Linked DNA regions of Gossypium hirsutum: region 1 is linked to region 2. The links are chromatin contacts, called in public Hi-C maps. All regions are on one chromosome and are shown on one strand. The core of a region is the stretch at or near the end of the contact, and the rest is flanking DNA. Distances in the headings are between cores, read along the strand shown. Region 1 holds the start of LOC107893893 (lon protease homolog 1, mitochondrial). Region 2 holds the start of LOC107893816 (importin subunit alpha-4).

What was found. Hi-C and Micro-C count contacts between places; a contact is called where the count stands out from the background.
Region 1: a contact with region 2 is called in a Hi-C map of leaf, with 2.0 times the contacts expected there. The contact joins the promoter of LOC107893893 here to the promoter of LOC107893816 in region 2. A contact is called at or near these places in 2 of 34 Hi-C or Micro-C datasets (callus and leaf).

The regions. Positions count from the first base shown.
Region 1 is chrA08:122,032,204-122,035,820 of Gossypium_hirsutum_v2.1, forward strand. It overlaps LOC107893893 (lon protease homolog 1, mitochondrial), which reads left to right and starts at 2,286. Exons shown (of 21, transcript XM_041075098.1): 1 at 2,286-2,770; 2 at 3,230-3,295. The coding sequence starts at 2,453.
Region 2 is chrA08:121,849,080-121,852,671 of Gossypium_hirsutum_v2.1, forward strand. LOC107893816 (importin subunit alpha-4) reads right to left here and starts at 1,306. Exons shown (of 10, transcript XM_016818906.2): 1 at 891-1,306; 2 at 1-64. The coding sequence starts at 1,112.

The sequences.
Region 1 (3,617 bases), core at 1,036-3,535, 180 kb after region 2:
TCCTTATGTCTTCTACACGACATGTTTCATCTTTTTCATTTATCATCTTTATTTTATTCTTTATTATTTTAATATTTGATTTGTTGTTTTATTTTAGTTATTTATTTTAATTGATTCTTTAATTTTTTTATTTGACTTAGTTGTGTCAAAATACAAATTTCTTTCTGAACATCTAGAATTTTAAGTTAAAATATCATTTGGTATCTGACTTTGAATCACTAAATTATTTAATAATTTTAATTTAATATTTGACAATTTACTACCTCAATAATTTTTTATCACTTTGGCCATTCTGCGTTTCCTTTATCTACCACGTTACGCCATTTACAATTTTTATTGAAAAAAATCCCTTCAAACCAATCAAACGGTACCACTTGTAAAAAAGCCAAAATTCCTTAATTTTTTCAAAAGATTAAAAAAATCATAAAAGTTGAAAAAAAAACCCTTTAAAACGTATTATATTTTTAAAAAAATATCATAAATATCTAAAAATTTTAGTAAAAAATTGAGATTAAATTTTTTTTAACTTAAAAAAATTTAAGAATTCATTTTAGTCCAATATTTTCTCATCAAATTATAAAAAAAGAATTGAAAAGGCACAAAAAAAAAAGAAAAAGAAAATAGAGGAAGAGGGTGGTGGAGCCCATCCATGTTGTCGAAGCATCAAAGAAGTCAAATAAAGAGTGGGCTCTCTGGTCATGGGCCTCTACTCCATAAATTGCCCCCTTTATTTAGGCTACTGCTTCACCTCTTCTCTCAAATTTTTTTCTTCAGATTTTGCTTTAACTTTCCCATCTCATTTCTTTCTTGTACATTACATGCAATGCCAATAAACCCTTTTATGTACCTGACCCATGGACAGATTCCTTTTTCCTTGTATTTGGGCCTGTGTTTTGCCCGTTAAGCCCATAAAAGCAACCCTTAAATCTCATTGTGGTCGCCATTGGCAATAAAAGAATTCCGAGGGATCAAACCCTTCTCTAACATCTCATTAATAAGTCCATTTGCAGTCTCCTAGTTTGCCTTTCTTACATAATCTCTTTACCAAGACATTGCATGTCACAACATAATCCCCGGCCTTCTTACCTTTCTTAATCAGAAATTAAACAGTTGTCTAGGTTATAACAGTGGGATCAATGCCCTTACTTATAACATCATCAAACAGATTATAACCAAGTTCCAATAAATGGGAGAGGTTGAAATCTTTACTCTCTTACCATATAAGGTAACTATAAGATATCAATAAAAATATATAAAGTAACCATTGAGACCTTATATAAAAAGTCGGATTGTATTTTGTTCCATTTATTAAAAATAACTAAATTAGTTCTTATATGTTGATTAAAAAGCAAACTATTCATTATGTTAAAAGTTTCATCCATTTTTATTATTAAAAATTGGTTGTTGTATGTTAACATAAAGTATACGTGGCATGTCACATGTTACTATCTAGTTATTTCATTAGCTAAATTAGTTTTTAATAGTACAGATGGATAATTTTTTAACAGAAAAAATTAATTTGTTCTTTAATCTAATATATAATGATTGATTCACCTATTGTTAGTAGAAAGAGTAAATACAATCTGACTCTCGGTACAAAGTTCTCATGGTACTTTTACTGTAACAATCAAGTTAGCAACCTAAGAAAAGGAAAGAAAAAAAATGGTTTCTTTAAAATATCTTAGAGTGAGGTCTAGGTTATCCTTAGAATTAAGCAGTTGTTGCAAAAGTATGACAGGGTAATCTTTTTGGAGATGATTATTAAGGCTCTTCCAGTGTTGCTTCGATAATGAGTTCCATGAGGATATGCTTGTTTCAAGGGAAAATGTTGCCGAGTCTAAATTTCCCATGTACAAGGATGGGTACGGCATGCAACAGATAGGGCTTAAAGTAACAGTAAGATGTTATTTGAGATTTTTGTTCTCTCTCGTGCAGAGTGAAACATTCTCGACTCAATTTCTAGTAGTGCTTGAGTGTTTATTTTATGTCTTCTATAGTTTCTATGAAAAATTAGAATCAGTACAATAAAAAAATTTTGAATTGATACCTCATGTTTAGACTATCATGGTAGATGTAGAACAAGAGTTGCTTCATGTAACTATAAATGAAATGAGTTACCGCTTTTTGTTTTCACTTTATAATTTATTGTGTTTTATTTATTTATTTATTGTATAATTTTTCATTACTTTTCTTTTCTCATCCTTAAGCCCAGTAGTACTTTCTAGGAGTCTAGACATATTGGTACTTGGTCCCAAAGAAAAGGGCAAAAGGGTAAAGTCAACAAAATCCAAGGGTTTATGAAGGGTTTTAACTCCACCTCCATACTGCCTAATAACCCCCATTTTCCGCTTGAATCTTCTCCTCCAATGGACTCTCTCTTGCTGCCATTTTAACCAACCGCTTCCTCATAAGATTCCTTTTCTACCCCTCGACTGCTTCTAAATCCCTTCCAATGCTGAAACTCCTGTCTTCCACTTCTTCTCGTGTCCACTGCCTCACAACACCGACACCGAGCCTCCGAATCAAGCAGGAGCCCAATTCTGTGTTCTATGCATTGGGTCGACTTACCGGGTTGACTCAGAGGAGCCCTAAGAATTCGTTCTTCAGGGCTTGCTTCTGTTCTGATTCCAGCAATGGGTCTGGGTCGGGTTCTGGGTCCCAACCGGCGGTCGAGGTCGACGAAAAGGGAGCTGAGTCACAGTCCGGGTCTGACTCGAAAGCGTCGTCCGCGATTGTGTCTACTTACCCCAAGCCAGAAGATTATTTGACGGTTGGTTTCGGAAATTATGAATCTTTTTTCGGTCGGAGTTTGTTTAGTAGCACAGTTTCAAGAAAAAAGTTTTTTTTTCCCTAAAACCTCTTCTAAAATTTGTTGCTGTTAAAAATTATGAATTTTTCTGAATGTTCATTGGTTTTTGCTCTTCCAGGCTACTGTTCAGGTAAAATGGGCTCTTTTCATAACATTTATGGTGTCAATTTTTGTTGGACTTGAATAAAAAAAAGTTTAGTATTGTGACATTGATCGGATTTGATGAAATGAGTGGAAATTAGTGAATTTAGAAATCCATGTTTTGTACTGCTTTATTCTCCCTTGAACATAGTCAAACAAATTGTAAAGTTTTTTACTTCAAGGGTATGTCTTGAAATTATGAACTGCATTTCCAAACAAAGCTCGGTATTTGTTCTTTACCACGTTTGTTTATTGAATTGTTTATGTTATTTGTTGCAGGTTTTGGCGTTACCTTTACCTCATAGACCCCTTTTCCCTGGATTCTATATGCCTATTTATGTCAAGGTATGACATGCTGTCCACTTACATGGACTATGAAATTTTCCCATACGTTTTTTCCTTAGGGCAGTGATAATTTATGAAGTATGTAGTATGAGCTACATTGTTGAACTCTATGTTCTCTTATGGTATTACAGTTTATAGCTTGCAAACATACAACATAAATCGGTTATATGCTCGTATAAAGTGTTCAATGATATTAATCAAATTCAAACTCTAGTTGGATCATTTCTTATGAATTTTATTGTAGATCTTATCGTGATCAACATGTATCTATGGCATTGTGGAGTTAAGAGGATGAACCTTGAAGTGGAGTGTTTCATATATT
Region 2 (3,592 bases), core at 56-2,555:
CTTCTAATTGTGAGGCAGGATCTTCCGACCACACCCCTTGTACCATCAAAGGGATACTTTCCAACTGTTAGATATCACCACAAGTAATACGTTCAGGATCCAAATAATGAAAAGCCTAAACTGGGAGGATCAAAACCGTAACAAAATCCTCTCCCACACTTCCTCTACATTCGGGCAGACCCGATGGTTAGATAACCTAACTCAAGAACAGTATGTTAAAACACATTTAACCTTTACCAAATCTCAACTCTGCCTCATGAAAACACTAAAATTTCCCCTCAACCACATTCATTTTATCAACCAACAAAACCAATCAGCAAACGGTTATTGGAACAAAACACTCCTGCCATAGAAAAGCTAATAGATCATAGAAAATTAGAATATTGTAATCCTAAATAAACAACCCTAAACCTCCACTTTTCCCTTTTCTGTCAATTAAAACAAACATGTATTTCATCAAACCCTTCACTCAAAAGACTAAATCTCAAATACTTGAAACAAGAGGGAAATTTTGCAGCAGACATAAAAGAAGTTTTTTTTTGGTTTATTTTAAATAAAAAAGCCCCTTCCTTTATCAAAATACTTGTACCACAGAAAAATATTAGGAAGGAAGAAAAACAAATCAAGTGAGTTTAAAGATCTCCATTGACTTAAGAACCCAAATCTTGCTGAAATCTTCTTCATTTTTCTAACATAAGTTAATAATGGAATATCCTTCCTTTCCGATCGTAAGAATAAACAATTGCAATCGAATAATAACAGCAATGATAACAAAAGCTAAGTAACAAGCAACAACTCAGTAGCATCAAGATCCCAAAATTCCCATAAACAAATCCAATCCAATCCAAACCCATCAATCGAAACACCCAAAAGAAAAAGAAAAAGGGTACCCTTTTCTCAATAGCGGCAGCATTTTGGACAGCATCAAGCAAAGGCTGCTGAGACTGAAGAAGAAGGCCTTCTCTACGCTTTTTAAGGAGATTGTCTTCGCGCTTGTTCTTCCTGATCTCAACCAAATTGTCCTCTCTCCTCCGCCTGGCTTCGTCCGCGTCCACCCCCGTCTTGTAACTCTTCTTCCGCACCTCAGTTCGGCTACCTGGTCGAAGCGACATTCTCTTCTTTTCTGAATCCCTGTCTTGATGTGTTTGTAGAATAAATGAAAAGGGGATCGATTCGTGGGTGAAGGTACAGAGGGTAGACACAGAATGTGAAGTAGAAAATCGATTGCTACTTTTCCCTTTTTATATATACTACATTTTATGCTCTAATACTCTTAACTACATTTTGACAAACTCAGCGACTCACTGAGCTGAGTCGACCAACAAAATACTAACTTTAAAAAGGTTAAAATTTTTATAAGTCCCTGTACTTTTTAAAATATTATAATTTAGTTTTTATACTTTTATTTCCATGAATTTAGTCTCTCTAGTTTTCATATTTCGAAATTCAGGTCCAATTGTTAACGCTATTATTTATTTTATTAAATTTTTTGGTGTGACATTTTGAAATAAAAAAAAATTCATTTAACTACTATGTAATTAAAAAAAAGTAACATTGTAATAAATATGAATTCAACAAAAAAAATTAACAAGGTTAATAGTTAGACTTAAATTTTGAAATCTGAAAAGTAGAGTACTAAATTCTTGAAAATAAAAGTATATGAACTAAATTTTAAATTGTTGAATAATATAAGGACTTATAGCATATTTTAACCTTTAAAAAATTGTTATGGAGTGATATGGACCATTCTTTTTAAGTTAAAATATTCCATAAGTCGATGTAACCTTCTTAAATTTAGAATTTAATCCCTATACTTGTATTTATAGAAATTTAGTCCCTCTAATTTTTTAGATTTTAAATTTAAGTCTAACTATTAATACTTTTAAAATTATTTTGTTAAATTTAAGCTCATTATAGCGTCATTTTTTAAGTCAAATTGTTATCAAGTGAGTGCTTTTTTTATTTTAAAATATTACACCAGCTAATTTAACAAAAAAAATTAAGAGGGTTAACAATTGGACATGAACTTTAAATTATAAAAAGTAAAAAAACTAATTTTTTGAGAATAAAAATATATAGATTAAATTCTAAATTTGTTAAGAGTATAAGGAGCTATAGTATATTTTCACTTTCTTTTCAAAGGAAAATAATATACTATATATTTAGCCCAAATGACAAAAAAAACACCTCCAGGTTTAGGGTTCATAATTATGAAAGACGGCCCAAAATAAATGGAGTACGTAAAAGCTTCAAAGTTTAATGTTTACCTTCACAATTTCACGCCCACCAACCCTAATTTAATAATTTCTGTACCACTAATTACAACATGCCTGGAAGTTATGTGGAAAATTTTCTATGTACTCTTTATTTTTTATTAAAAAAATAGATAAATTTGTCCAATACATTAAATTAAAGAATAAATTGATATTTTTATTAAAAAATTTATCCATTTATATTACTAAAAATTTGTCTCTATATGCTGACATGAGATATATATAACACGTTATATGTTACTATTCAGTTATTCTGTCAACAATACAAGTTCTTAACAATATAAATAAATGAAATTTTAATAGAAAAAATTAATTTACTCTTTAATCTGATGTACGAGGATTATTTTACTTAATTTTTTTAAGCAAATGAAATAGAATATAATCTAATTTCGAATACAAAAACTTCTATCATACTCATACAAATTCAAATTGAGTCAAACAACCAATGATCTCTAAGCTTAGCGTGAGTGAGAACATAAGCTGCTGACAAGAGTATGAGCAAAAGAAAAGTACTAGTAAGAGGACAAGAGCGTTAAGAATGCTAAAAGGGTTTATTACAATGCTGAAGCTCGTGCTCAAATGTGGGGTGGGGTGACTTGCTCCGCATTACATCACTTAATCAAGCGGTCCAGGTTGATCCTAGCCTAAAATATCTAGTCTAAGGCGATTTGTGTATAGTATGTAAGTTAAGGACTCTCCTAGGTGCTTACAAAAGCTTCCACGGGCATCAAGGGATGTGCCTCCCAAACCTTCTGAACTATGACCTTTTTTGGTACTCGGTTGTGCCGCATGTGGGTCGGACAATCCCTCTTATCCCTGTTGCGCGAATCCAGCCCAAAGTGATGATCGAATTGGACCCTCATGGATGATCATGTGATCCAATGGTGGTGGGCTAATATGTAAATACCTTTTAATACGTTAATAATTCATGTTAAATAGATTATGAGACATCCATTGTTGATGTTAATTTTTATGTTAAAAAATGTGTAACATGTTAATCATTTATTTAATTTAAATGAGAAGTATTATTACTTAAGTTCACGTTCATATGTACCGATAATAATGTTAATTTGAAACTCTAAACTCTATTTCAAAATTGAAATCTATTAAGAGTTTTTTTTTAATAAAATTTATTAATTATCTTTAGCATCGTATTAATGCGTCAAATGGCAGCATATAAAATGTACCACATAAACTCTGTTTTTTTTTTCTCTCTATAATCTCATATTATTATAGTAATATAAGGCTAATTCAATATTTTATTTGATAAAAATAATGTCTTAAATTGTTATAATATTGTAATATACAATTTCCTAAAT